Regions from separate parts of the Mus musculus genome. Here regions 1, 2, 3 and 4 are each linked to region 5. The links are chromatin contacts, called in public promoter capture Hi-C maps. All regions are on one chromosome and are shown on one strand. The core of a region is the stretch at or near the end of the contact, and the rest is flanking DNA. Distances in the headings are between cores, read along the strand shown.

The links. Promoter capture Hi-C pulls out the DNA fragments that hold promoters and counts their contacts.
Region 1: a promoter capture Hi-C map of pre-B cells shows a contact between it and region 5. The contact joins the promoter of Cetn2 here to the promoter of Vbp1 in region 5. A contact is called at or near these places in 4 of 39 promoter capture datasets (cranial neural crest, erythroid cells, liver and 1 more) and 2 of 9 other capture datasets (adipose tissue and liver).
Region 2: a contact with region 5 is called in a promoter capture Hi-C map of pre-B cells, with 5 times the contacts expected there. The contact joins the promoter of Prkx here to the promoter of Vbp1 in region 5. A contact is called at or near these places in 6 of 39 promoter capture datasets (cranial neural crest, embryonic stem cells, liver and 2 more), 2 of 115 datasets of contacts at active chromatin or transcription factors (bone marrow-derived dendritic cells and epiblast stem cells) and 1 of 9 other capture datasets (liver).
Region 3: a promoter capture Hi-C map of cranial neural crest shows a contact between it and region 5. The contact joins the promoter of Zfp185 here to the promoter of Vbp1 in region 5.
Region 4: a promoter capture Hi-C map of pre-B cells shows a contact between it and region 5, with 6 times the contacts expected there. The contact joins the promoter of F8a here to the promoter of Vbp1 in region 5. A contact is called at or near these places in 2 of 39 promoter capture datasets (cranial neural crest and pre-B cells).

The regions. Positions count from the first base shown.
Region 1 is chrX:72,916,957-72,919,656 of GRCm38.p6, reverse strand. It overlaps Cetn2 (centrin 2), which reads left to right and starts at 1,313. Exons shown (of 5, transcript NM_019405.6): 1 at 1,313-1,343. The coding sequence starts at 1,341. It overlaps Nsdhl (NAD(P) dependent steroid dehydrogenase-like), which reads right to left and starts at 1,136. Exons shown (of 8, transcript NM_010941.3): 1 at 964-1,136.
Region 2 is chrX:77,794,667-77,797,366 of GRCm38.p6, reverse strand. It overlaps Prkx (protein kinase, X-linked), which reads left to right and starts at 1,428. Exons shown (of 9, transcript NM_016979.2): 1 at 1,428-1,819. The coding sequence starts at 1,663.
Region 3 is chrX:72,986,053-72,988,752 of GRCm38.p6, reverse strand. Zfp185 (zinc finger protein 185) reads right to left here and starts at 1,414. Exons shown (of 19, transcript NM_009549.3): 1 at 1,234-1,414.
Region 4 is chrX:73,226,892-73,229,591 of GRCm38.p6, reverse strand. It overlaps F8a (factor 8-associated gene A), which reads right to left and starts at 1,286. Exons shown (of 1, transcript NM_007978.3): 1 at 1-1,286. The coding sequence starts at 1,276. The coding sequence ends at 131.
Region 5 is chrX:75,512,937-75,515,636 of GRCm38.p6, reverse strand. It overlaps Vbp1 (von Hippel-Lindau binding protein 1), which reads right to left and starts at 1,340. Exons shown (of 6, transcript NM_011692.2): 1 at 1,209-1,340. The coding sequence starts at 1,298.

The sequences.
Region 1 (2,700 bases), core at 64-2,563, 2.6 Mb after region 5:
GAAGGAATGTATCAGCCGCAAAAATAGTGCCCTGGGTGAGAGTGAGCCAGAGGGGGAACAGTGTGGGTGTGATGGGAGAAGGAGGAATTTCATGGCAGGCTTTGCAGATTATGGTGAGAACTCCAGCTCATACTGCTGAGGAAGGGCTGAGGAGGAACAGAGAAAACAGAGGACAATTCAAGGACGGAACTGTGAGAACTCAGAGGCTGGATATGGGGGATTGTTGCTGCAGTGAACAAAGGAGCCAAACAAGACACAAAAGTTTTGAAGCCGGTTCCTGGCTTAAAGGAAAGAGGGCAAAGGGCCTATATTACATTTATGGGGAGCTGTTAAGTCTCAGGCCTTTCTCAGTTTGAGAGACTGATACTGTGCCCTTAAAGTCCCTAAACTGATTTTCTTTGCTTTGAGGGACGTAGAACATAGAATCTGTGTTCGACCCTGGGCCTTCATTACTCCTGGCACAGCTCCAGGTAGCCCCAACCCGTTGTGCACTTTGCCCTTTAATTCTCTTTACATTCCATACTTCCAAAACTCCTGTGGCTTTGCTTTCAAGGGAGTCTCATTCAGGAATGCTCCTTCCCATGTGACTTGAGTGTCTGTACGTCTAACAGGACACATTTTGATGAGTTTTGAAGATCTAAAAGTCCCCAGCCCATTCCCCTGAGAGCTAAAGTGACTCTTGTAGAGCTAATGTAAAGACAAAGCCTCATGTGGATTGGGTTTCTAAGCCCCAGCCCTGTGAACCACTGACACAATACTCAGCATGCCCACTCCAGTTTCGAGGTCTCAGCTTCTCCTGGCACAGTCACCCCTCCAAACCATTTGGTCATATCTTGCTGGCCCCTCAGATGTTCTGTGTCCCCCAACTCGGTTTTAAAATGGGTCCCACCCATTCCCTCCTACTTCCTCCAGGCTCTGTCACCCACACGCAGCAGCCTCTAAGGGCAAGCCCGCAACTCTTACCCGGTTTAGACACTCAAATGATCGACCTCAGCTTGCAGACAACCGGCAACCAGAGAAGTCTGGCTGAACACCCGCCACCCTTTTCTACTGATAGATATGAGCCCACAATCAGCAGAGCTTCCTTCATAATGTTGATTGGTCTAGCTTGGCTCTGGCGCAACCAATTGACGCTCACAGCATGATTTTGCCCAATGAGGCTAGTCTTTGGCTGCCGACGCACCGCCCTCTTGCTCTTGGGCGAGTTTTGCCAGGTTAGCCCCACCTCTTCGTTCCCAAACCAATGGGAAGCGGGCTGTGCGCGCGTGGAGCAGTGGGAACGCCGCTGAGGCTGCGAGTACGCCGTTGCCTTAACAACCGGTGGCAGAGTCCGTTGGGTGATGGTAAGTGCTAGGGATTCGGTGGACCCCACGCGGCGTCCCCGGTCCTTTCCTAGGCCTCGGTGCAGCCTTGCTACCTTTCTTGCACGGTTCTTGGCGTTGACGCACTAGTTCTTCCTTGGAGCTGTGTGCCGGAAGGGTAGAAGAGAAAGTACAGCCGCCAGCAGCTTGCCTTGCCTGCTCTTTCCCACTACCCCCTCCTCGCCCAAGTCACCTTCAGCCACCCCCGCACAAACTGCCTCTGGACCTCCGCTGGCTTTCAGGAAACAGCAGGGTGACCATTCTATTGCTTCCCTTAGACTTCCGCCTCAGTCAAACTCAGGCCTCCTGGCCGCGGCCACCCAGTTAAAGTTTATGCATTGGTGCTAAGAGGTTTACTGTGTTCTGATGGTCGCAAACGCTTTCAGGAGAGGCTGTGAGAAAGCACGCAGGTGCAAATGGTTTGATTTTTATCACTTTGTACCGGCATAATTTTTATCTTAGTAAGTTTACATTTAGCCAAATTTAGGCATAAGTAATTGGAGGAGCAGAGTTCTTGGGAACTGGCACCACAAGTAGATGTTTTAAGTACATTTCTAAAACCGAGAGTACGGAAATCATATACAGTTGATCATCCATAACTGTAATTGGTTTCTCAAAGAGCTTTTGATGATGCTTTTTTAGATTTAAAAATGACTGAAATTGAATCTCCTAAAGTGACACATGGATTAATGGTACAATTGCATGAACTTTCTGTAGTATAAACTTTAAGACAGTGGAGGTCAGAGTTATGTCTTCTCATGAAGGCTATGTTAACACTAGAAATTCATATTCATATATTCACTTGCTCTATGTTGATCTATACAAGAACAAGGAGGAAAATGGTAATATACTATTTTAAAACAAAAACTCTCTTCTATTTGGTGGCTCCCCAATGAAATATAGTTGAATTTAGTCATATGAGACATCACATTAAGACAAATTTACAGTTATATTAGAAAATAACCTCATTATTGCCAATTTCTTTTTTTATAACTTAGTAAAAACTGACATATATAAATTGAAATAGTTTTAAGTTGAGAGAAAGTTTTTTCTTCACAGAGGTTTGTGCTATTTGTCATTTAGAGTTGGGGTTAATTTTATTTTAGTTTTTACACTTATTATTCCTTGGTGGAGAAGCACATTTTAGCCTGAGTGTGGCGGTCAGAGAATAATTTGGAAGAGTTAGTTCTCTCCTTTTACCATGTAAGCATCGTTTCCCTTTTCATCTTTGACAACGACAACTGAAGCCTGGGTCCTGGTTCCCACTTAGGTTATCAAGCTTGGCAGCAAGAATTCTCACTGGCCCATGGAAGTTTACGTAATGACATAAGTACATTAC
Region 2 (2,700 bases), core at 179-2,678, 2.3 Mb before region 5:
AGGCAATAGAAATTCTTTATTAGCCAGCCAGAGACTACATTTGGGTACTTGGGTTCCAAGTGTACCCTAAGCCTTTCTCAGGGTGAGCTTTTAAAACAGAAACTATGTTCTAGGTTGACATGTTTTAACAAGAACAATTAGCCAGAAGTGGAACTACAGAAACCAAAATGCAAGCTTAGTAGATTTAGAAACTTTCCCAGAACTAAGGGCTTTGATGGACTAGTCTTTTAGTTTTGGTAGGTGGCGCTGTCTTCATTTTGAGTGTTATAACCTGAATGATACTTCCATCATGGAGTCAGCTGTATAAAGTCTGGGGGTCTACTAAGGTCTGGGATCAGGCTACAGTTTTGTCATAGTGTAACCAAACTCAAAATAATAGCAGGCTCTGTGCATTCTGACTAGTGGAGTATCAGGTCCTAGCATGTGTTTATTGAATGAGAAAATGTTCTCAATGTGAAACAATAAAAAAAAATAATAATAAATAAAGCAGCCAGCAGACTTTCTTGTTGCCAAGGTCAGTGTACTTGCCACCTACGGGCATCATCGGGGCAACTGGTTCCGAATGGATGGTCCCCACTTCATTCCTGACTTGGGGCCCTATTGGCCCTGTGTCTTCTAGGACCCAGTGCCTCAAAGCTAGGAGCGGTGCAGTGCAGTGAGCATGCACTGAGCAGCCGGGAGACCACATTCTTTGCATTCCAGGCTCAGGGAAACACCGCCCTCACCTTGCAGGTGGTGGCTGCGGTCTGTGAAGCACCCAGTTCTCAGCACTGCCTACGAGCCCAGGCCTGTTTGAAGCCGCATAACAAGTCCCTGGAAACCCGGTCTACTCAGGAGCCCCAGGGCTCAGGATCAGCAGGTGCTGCAGGGCCACTGAGAGCCCGGGCTTTCGGGAGGGCGGCACTCGGGGACTACAGAACACCAGGAGTTCAATCCCCTGAGATTAAGGAGAAACCGAGAAACCCTGCCCAACCCGGACTCCTTCTGGTGCCTTTACCCACTGCTAAGGCTCTGCTGGTAAATATCCAAGCAGCAGCCGGAAGTTCCTGCACCTCTTCCTTCCCGCTTCCTGCCAAGGGGGAGGAACCAGGCATGCGGTGTGTGTGTGTGTGTGTGTGTGTGTGTGTGTGTGTGTGTGTGTGTGTGTGAGAGAGAGAGAGAGAGAGAGAGAGAGAGACCCATGGTGTGCGTGCGTGTGTGTGTGTCAAGCTGGACCCCGTGGCCCCAGTGCAGCCCCCTCCATTACTTTTACTTTGGTGCAGGTACATCCCATGGGCGTGGGCCCCGCGGGTGAGTAACAATAGGCAGGGTTGGGCCAACGCCGGGCTCCTCCCCGTCGGTTACGCAACAAGGCGGAGCGAGATGAAGGCTCTTCCCCCTCGCGTCATCCAGACACCCCACTCCCCCGCCGTCACAAGCCGGTCGCCGCCCAGCCGGCTTCCGCCGGGAATGAAGAGGGTTGCGGTTGGCTCCGGTCCCGCGGACCCCACGCGCGTCCGTGGAGCCCTCGGGCGACTTCCATGAGCCCCTCCCATCGCTCTGAGACCCGCTGAGTTTGCTTCCATTGTCCTCTCGGCCGCGGGCTCCGGAACACCCGTGCGAGCCCACTGCTGATGCACAGACTGCCATTGCGCCGCTGTCACACCGTGCGTCCCCCGCCCCATGGAGCCGCCCGCTGGTGCCGCGGCGACCGTAAAAGATCCAGACCATGACCCCGTGAAGACCAAGGTCTCGGCGCCCGCCGCGGACCCCAAACCCAGGACATCGTCACAGAAGGCGGGGCACTCGTTACAAGATTGGGACACCATAGCCACCGTGGGTGAGTGAGAACTGAGTAAGAACTTATGTGTGGGGACGCGGCTTGGGAGCGACCCTCAGATTTCTGTCTCCCACACTCTCATTACTGGGCCTCCGGAAACGGGGCAGCCCCACGTCACAGAGCTTTCAGGAGGGTGACTTCACCTTAGGGACTCGGAGGCTCCCTACTGGGGTGCTAGCCACCCTTGGGACACCACGCCCGGCCTCCCTGGCGCTTGCGCACCCGCTCATGCCCAGGATTTCTCGGGATCGCATCCAGCCTCCGCACTGTAGACCCCTGGCGGGACTCGAAGGGACGCGTGACCCCCAAGGGACCCTTCGGGGACGTTTTCCCAGCATCTATTGTGTGCCTGGGTCTCGTTTTTTCTTTAGTGGCTCAAACTTGGTACCCTCGTGACCCCGAAAGTTGCTAGGGAAGCCGGTAGATCCCCAAACGTGCCGGAGTACTGGGGAGGGAGGCTAGGATCTTGCGAATCATGGGCGCCAGCTTCTCAAGTCTGAAGCCCAGGAGTCCCGGGCTTCTCAGCAAACTTGGTCACTAGGACAGTTGTGCCTGGTGTGTTGATGATTAGGAAAGTGTTCCGGGAGGATGGAGGAAGGACAGAGGGAGGGATTGGCGTCCTCCGATCAGCTGTGAGCAGAGATTCTAGAGGCTTCTGTGTTCACCCTGGTGTGGAAGTCAAGTCAGGGTTCAGGACCAGGATGAGGGGCAATAAACACTTTCTCAGCTGAGCAGGTGAGATGTTAAAAAAAAAATGTGTGTGGGTAAAAGGGCTTGCAAGTTTGATCCTGGTTCCCTCTTGGAGGCTGGCTGACACTCGCTGCATCTTGGCTTTTGATTGACTTTTGAGGGAAACTGAGCTGCTTGAATGAATGTCGTTT
Region 3 (2,700 bases), core at 165-2,664, 2.5 Mb after region 5:
ACAGCCTCGGTCAGCACTGATAATTGATGGGATGGTTCTGTTCCTTCCAATCTTGTAGTGAGTGGGCTGAAGGCGATGGACAGCACATTCTCGAAAGGCCTCCAGTAAGTTGTACCTGTACCCTGGAGATCTGTTGGCACCCACCCAAACTGGCACTGTTTGTGCAGAAGAGCCAGTTGAGGCCATGGGAAAATAAGAACTTCATAAGCTTCCTACTGCAGCTCTCCAGTTCAGAGCCCCTCACCATTATTCAGGTTTATCAGCCTGTGGAAACCTGCTTCCTGCCCATGACTAGAAATCCAAAGAACCATGAGAGCAAGACAAGACCAAGAGCAGGTGTCACCACCTACCTTAATGTCAAGAGTCAGTACCAATGGCTTGTGGAGAACACAACTCCCAACATACTTTATAGACTCCACAGCCTTGGAGGGGAAGGTGGGCCTGATAGGCTTCTCCTTTTACTCAGTGGAGCTGCCAGGTGCCACAGTACAGAAGGAAGTGGCATGGCCGACAGGAGGATCTGCGTTTCCAACCTTTCTCAGAGGCCAAGCTATCACTAAGCAGTTGCAAAGAGGATGAGGCTATTGGCTCTCCCCTGCTCCCACACAAACAATCCAGTTACAGAGACTGTGCACAGCAGATCCCGCTGATAACACCACAGTGACACTTGATTCGGCGCCTTCTGTCTGAGTATGAGCAGCTCCCTTCCCAGCCCTGAGGTCGCCCAGTGACCAGTACATGTCTATCACAAACCACCATTAAGTCCCTTTGCTCTGGGCTCCAGGCCAGTGAGGGGATTATTGAGTAAGCTTGCCTCTGTACCTCAGTTTCCTCATCTATAAAATGGGCACATTTTACTAAGGATGTGGAATTCTGTGATGCTTGCAACACACCAATTCTAGGCTCACCCTGCCCCATCCCCGCTGGCAGTCTACTAACAATCGGTCTCATCCACAAATGAGTAGGTCAGAGGGACTAGACCAGCCAGAGAGCCACCTGCTTTTGTTGGACACTCTGAGGAACGTTGCCTGTCTCTTCACTCGCGGTGAAAAGCAGAAACCGAGGGCACTGCCTCCCTGACGGGATTCCGAAGAGGGATGCTTGGAGCGAGTATGAATTATTGGTAGGGAAACTGAGGCCCTGGCTTGTGTCCAGGAGGACACGAACTGGGTGCTCCTTGTAGCCTCCCGGTGGTCGAGCCACTTCTTTAGGACGGCGACTCAACAACCCTACCTGGTACAGGTGCCCGGCTTGTGTGACGGGCAGAGGGTCGGACAGGCGTGGTGCGCGGGCTCCCTCGGGTGGGCAGCACTGAACCCAGCCGGGCCGCGTCAGCGGGCGCGGGAAGCGGTACGCAGTGGGAAGCGCGCGGGGCAACGAAGAGGCACGGACTGGGCTCCGCCCGCCCGAGAACAAACAGGTTTTCTCCGGCTGCTGGGAGCCTCGCCCCTCGCCCCTCCCCTCGGCCGGCCCCCTTCCTCTGCCCTCTCCTGGGGTAGGTAGATGCGCCTGGCACATTCCGCACATTCTCCAGCCGGTGTCCTCGGTCCTCCCACCCCTTCCCTGCTCCGCCCAATGGAGCTGCTGGAGAAATCAAGGCTGGGGCTCCCCTCACCCAGCTCAGAGCGAGCTCCAAAAAGTTTTGCCGCTATGGAAAACTTCCAGGCTAATTCCTCTGGGCTCCCAGCCCTGGGGCCAGGAGGACTCCACCACATGAAGGGCCCTCGCTGACTAGTGGCGTCCCTGCCTGCGCCCGGCGAGATCTGGCCAGGCTCTGGGCCAACGACTTCCACAGATGCTGGCGGGTCAGTTCTGTCGAGAACTACTGTGCCTAGATCCATTTTACAGATGGAGATCCCAGACAGGGGCGGGGAAAGGACCAGGCTTGGGGGCAGGGGGGTGCGGACTGATGGCTGAGATCATGCAGGAAGTCAGGCATAGGAGAAAAAAGTGAGCAAGAAACTTCTGTCTGGCGCCTGGGAAAACTTGTACCCTGGAAGGTCATTTTTGGAGCCGGCAGGTAGGCAAAACAGGACTACCTCTCAGGGCATGTCGGAAGACACACACATTCGGTTTAATAAATGACATTCATTCACAGTTTTTGGATATGTAATGTGTGAAAGGCACGAAGTGTGAGAATGTAGTAGGGGTGTCGAACATCCAACAAAGGCTCCTAACCCTCACTGTGAGGTCAGAGAAGTCCTTTCAATAGAGGAGAGAGTTAAGCCAGTGTGCACAAAAAATGATCAAAATGATAGACTACAAAAGAAAGAAAAAGAAAAGATAAAAGGAAGGAAGGAAGGAAGAAAGAAAGAAAGAAAGAAGGAAAGAAAGAAAGAAAAAAAGGAAGGAAGGAAGGAAGGAAGAAGAAAGGAAAGGAAAGAAAAGAAAAAAAAGGAAAAAAGAAAGATTAAAGTCCTGTTGCCAATTTTACAGCAGTGGCCCTCAAATCTACTCACTGTCGTGTTTTCCTGTGACTTATCGCCCTTCCCATTTCAGCCATCACACAGTATGCATGCAGCTTCACTGGGTATATGACCAGATGCTAGCTGCTTAGAGCGCTTTCCTACAGCTTCTGGTTGTTGTTGGAATGAAAGCAGATGCTTTTAGAAGGCCTAATGTTTGACTGTGTTCAACCTCTGTCTGTAAGACCAGCCACCCCAGCACTCCACTGTAATCTCCCCGGCTTCCCCATGTCTT
Region 4 (2,700 bases), core at 37-2,536, 2.3 Mb after region 5:
CCAAATTAACATGGCAGCAATAGAAATGAAAAGAAAAACAAGACAAAAACAGACAAAAAAAACAGAAGCTAGATCACATGTTTCATCACCTGTCCCCAAAGATAAAACAAGTTGGTAAGAAGGTGACTTATCAGACACCCTGTCCAGAGGGAGAGATGGTTTCCTGCAGAACGAGGTGGAGGAGGTGGTTCTGCTCAGCGGTTAGCAGTGGCCACATCTCCACCTGCAGCTTCTTGATGCCTTCAGTGTCCTTTTCTTGGGCAGCCATGACCAGAGACTGCAATAACAGAAACAGCTCCTCAGGAAGCTGGCCGCTGGTATCCTGGCCATGGCCATCGAAAGCCTCCCAGGAGTACTTCTCCAGGGTCTGGGCATGCTCGGGCAGCAGCTTGGCAGGTGGTGGTTGCAGGAGCAGCAGCAGCAGTACACGGGACACCTCACACCTGACTAGGACGTCAGCAAAGGCACCGAGTGTGCCAGGTGAAGGCGCAACAGAGCCTGGGGCGTGGTCCGGGGGCTGCGGGAGGGGCAAGGTCGAGCCCAAGACAGGTCTCGGCTGGGGTCCCGACAGGGGTGGCTGGGGCCCAGAAGGCGGCTGCGGCAGCAGCTCGAGTTGCTGTACCGGGTGGCCCCCATGCTCCCGTGCCAGGCGTTGCATGCGTGTAAATAGCGCCAGGGCGCCTGTGTAGTCGCGCGCCAACAGCTGGCAGGAGGCAGCATCACCAAGCGCTTGCAGTGCGGCCAGTGGCATCAGGGGCAGGTGCAGCTGGGCAGCCCGCTGAAAGTGACCGGCAGCAGCGGCCGGCTGGCCCACTGCGCGAAGGGCAGCAGCTAGTTCCAGGCACAGTGCAGCAGCGGCGGCAGGCTGGCCGAGCTCGAGGTGCAAGCGCACAGCGGCGCCGAGGGCGCTGGCGGCCGCCTGCAGAGGCTCCCCGTAGGCGGCGGGACAGCCCAAGCGTTGGCGCGCGTCGCACTCCTGCCGCAGGAAAAGTCGGGCCGCCTCTGTGAGGGCCAGCGCTTCCCCGGGCCCATGGAAGAGCGCCTGCTGGCAGCGCGCCACAGCCAGCTGGCACCAGGCAGCATAAGGCAGGCACTCCTGGGCGCGCAGCTCCCGGGCTAGCTGGGCGAACTGCTCCCCGGCCTCGGCCACGTTCGGCTTCCTCAAGAAGCGCTTCTTGAGCTTGTTGGACACCTGCCGATAGCGTGCCAAGAAGTCCCCAGCCTCTGAGCCTGGCCAGGCACCGCCGCCCAAGGAGGACGCAGAGCCCGCAGCCATGTTGACCGGCTAGCCGCGCCGCCTTACTTCCGGTTGAGGGAGGGCTGAGGGGGAACAGCTATGACTAACGCTACGCTGCGCCTAGCCCACAATGGGATCACAATTCATCACCTCCGCTTCCGCCTCAGGCGCCCCAGCGCTCTGCTGTAGCCACAGTGATGTGCAAAGTGCTGTTGAAGGAGGGATATGGAGGACTATAAAAGCCAATCAAGGAAGAAGGGCTGGGTGCCTACCCAAACAGTCCCCGTATGGAATTAAATTCTGCGGGGGTGGGGCTTGAGTGACGCAAATGGAGGGGGCGGGTCCAGTGCCAGTCAAATATGCAAAGGATTTCTCTGCTGCCAGGATTAGCATCGTACCCCTCACTTCCTCAACAAACATGAGACCTGACTGAGCAAGCTAGTACAGGTCCTGCCATGGTGGGAGCCTTTGCTAGTTTACAGCTTATTTACAATCATATACACATTGATATACATATCACCTGCAATCATATACACATTGATTTTGAAAGAGTTTTCATGAAGGATTTTTAGCAGGACATGCACTACCAAAGGCACTTTAAATTAGCTATTGTACATGCATGTGTTTCAATTTATACCAAGTATTTAAAAACAAAGAAGGGATTCCTTTTACTTTATTTTGAACTATCTCAATTAGTCCAAATGATTACCTACCAGAACTTGAACAAAAGGGGGGAGTGTACATTATTAAATTTATATATAAAGGATTATATACTTGCACCTAGTAGAGAATTACGTGCCTGAAAATAATTTGTCAAGATGTACAACAGAAGCTAATTTTCATTTCGCAAATTCTCTTGTCTTCTCCTTAGTTTTTCATGGTGTGATACACTTGGATCCTATCCTCCAAATTCTAAAAAAGCAATCCATTGATCCAAAAGTCAAATGAACTCAGCAAATAAAGGATGTGTTAATTTTCTACTCTTATCGTGAACCAAAAAATAGAATTGTGCATAGCAGACCTATCATTTAAAAGCATCAATGGAGGCCTGAGAGAAAGCTTACTGCTTAAGAGCATTTGTTGCTCTTGCAGAGGACCTGAGTTCATTTCCCAGTAAAACACACAGACACATAAAGAAATAATTTTTAAAAACCATCAATGTCTTGATCAATCTCTCTCTGTCTCTCTCTCCCTCCATCCCTCCTGCCCTCCTGCCCTCCCTCCCTCTGAAAAAAGCCAGTATACCAATTTCTCTCTTAAATGACAACCTATCCCATAGAACAGTGATATATCACATATGTACTTTAGGTTTCAAATGAGTGCATTTATGTATATTGCAAGCAAATGTAAAACAATAAACAACATAATACAGCACATAAATAGAAGAGGCAGGCAGCAAAGTATTATCAAACCAGGCACTTACAACCTTTAGCCAAAAAGACTTAAGATAGCTTAATTAGTTA
Region 5 (2,700 bases), core at 91-2,590:
TGGAAATTTATATATTTACATCCTTATATATCAGGCATTATAATAGGATCAGGAGAAATAACACAAAATTTCCTCACCTCTAAGTAGCAGAGCATGACCAAAGAGGTTCTAAAGCTCTCCTGACTGCTCAAATGCTACTTCTGGATACCTCTATTTCTGGGTTTCATCAACTACATCTACAAAATTTGAACAACAGTAACTCCCTCATAAAGTTTTGCAAATTTTCTAAGAAAATTTCTGAACCTCAGAAAATATTACTTCATGTAAAGATCACTTGAAAAATATTTTTAAAAGCACAGAACATTGAGAATACACATAAAAATTTATTCCACCAGCACATTAAAATATACAATATAAAATGTGATTTAAGTAAAAGAAAAAAAGGGTCTTTTGAAGAATGTTAGCAATAAGACAGAATATATATAATTTTTGGTACATACCAAAAAAGAATCAAGGAAATTTTGACTAAGATTTTATATGCTTCAGTACAAATATTTAACTTGGGTCGGTCCTGTTACATGAAACCTTCCAATTGCATTTCCCACAATCTTCACAACTGCATAAAATTTGTTGTCTACAAACTGCTTAAATAGTATTACTAAAAGCAAATATAAAATGGTTTCAAAAACCTAATAACAGCCGGTTGCCCATTACATAAGCCTCAATTCTTAAAAGCAAGAACACATGGACTTAACGTTTGTGCTAACGTTTACTTTTCTCAGCAGTCTGCTTCCATTCCCAAGGAAACGGACCACGGCCGTGCTCAAGCTGACTGGGTGCCACTCAGTACCCACACCCTACAAACAGCTGCTCTGCCTGCTCTCTGTGCTAAATGTCCACCCATCTACATCTCCGGCATCACTGCGGTCTTGAGCTCAATAACCGTTGCTGCTGTTTTTTGTTTTTCTTTAGGCGACAACAGGCAGCAACTGGTCAGTTTCAAGGGACGCCACGCCCCAATCCGCCTCGCATCCGTCTCCAGCTACCCAGTTCTCCTCCCTGCTCCCTCTTCTGGGCCGGGGTTGGACTACCTTTCTTCAAAGCTATCGCCCGCCAGGCCTAAAAAGCCAAGATGCAGGAAGAGGCAAAAGGCCAGACATTCCCTTCCGGGACCCTTTAGCTCTGTTCCTCCCAACGACCCAGACCTGGGAAGTGACTGGAAAGCAATCTCCAATATCAGATTAAGACGCTGAGAAAGAGTTTCTTACCACAAACACTGCTTCAGGAATCCCTAAGTGGAGCCGCCGCCCGTTTCCAGCAGCAGTTTCTAGGCCGCATCCGTCCTTAGCCGCCGCCATCTTCAGAAAGCACCAGAGCAAATAACTACCTTCTGAGGCATCGATCGTTGGCGTCAGTGATTGGATCGTTTGCACTTCAGACCCGCCTCTCTCCCTGCGAATCTGCGTATTCATTGGTGCTTACGTCGTGGGTGGTGATTGGCTACACGCATGTGACTGACAAGCTTAGAAAGGATGTGTTGGAAAAGCCAGAAGGCTAATGCTTATTCTAATGCTTAATCTCAGAGATCTAAGGAATGGGCAAGGATAAAGCCCTGGGAATTCAGACCATGCCAAACCGCAGCCCCACCTGCACCTGAAGATATCAAGAGACTACACTCCAGAGTGGCTTCTGAGGCAATCCCAATTCCCTTTTGCAGACCAGTGAACTTCATTCTGAGTGTGTATGCCCTGGACTCATAAGAAATACACCAATCTTTCTCACAAGCCACCTTCAGTGAGATACTTGTCGGCTTCCAGGTCAAAACTTTCGATATGTTTATAGTTTATGTGAAAAAAATGCCAAGAGCTGTGCTTAAATTCTTAGATCCAAAGACTTCCCAGAGTTTTGTCCTCCACAACAACTCTTTAAAAAGCAAATCTATCAATAAACCAGATATGCATAATCACTGCAGGAGACCCTGTTTGCAAATAAAAGCAAAAGTAGCTTATAAAACAAAGCAAGCCAGTATCAATTTGTCTTAGTCAGGGTTTCTATTCCTGCACAAACATCATGACCAAGAAGCAGTTGGGGAAAAAATGGTTTATTCAGCTTACGATTCCATACTGCTGTTCATCACCAAAGGAACTCAGGACTGGAACTCAAGCAGGGCAGGAAGCAGGAGCTGATGCAGAGGCCATGGAGGGATGTTCTTTACTGGCTTGCCTTACCTGGCTTGCTCAGCCTGCTCTCTTATAGAACCCAAGACTACCAGCCCAGAGATGGTCCCACCCACAAGGGGCCTTTCCCTCTTGATCACTAATTGGGAAAATGCCTTACAGTTGGATCTCATGGAGGCATTTCCTCAACTGAAGCTCCTTTCTCTGTGGTAACTCCAGCTGTGTCAAGTTGACACATAAAACCAGCCAGAACAACATGGCAGGGAAACTATAGCCATGAAATCTCAACAATATGGTTGCCTAGCCAAGTCCTACATAATGACCCCAGCAGCATACACGTTAATGGGAATGAGGGAAATTTCACACAGCCCTACACTAGATGATGAACTACAATCAGTCAATGGCTGCTGAGGGAGGGAGAATCAATTTTCTCCAGAGACAAGCCCCCCTGATAGGTTGCCAAATCTTAAATGGTCAGCCCCAAGTACATGTACATATGAACAACATTAAATGTACTCAGTTATAAGTTTATATAAGATACAGTAATAATCATACAAGAAGGGACCATGAATCCAAGAGGGAG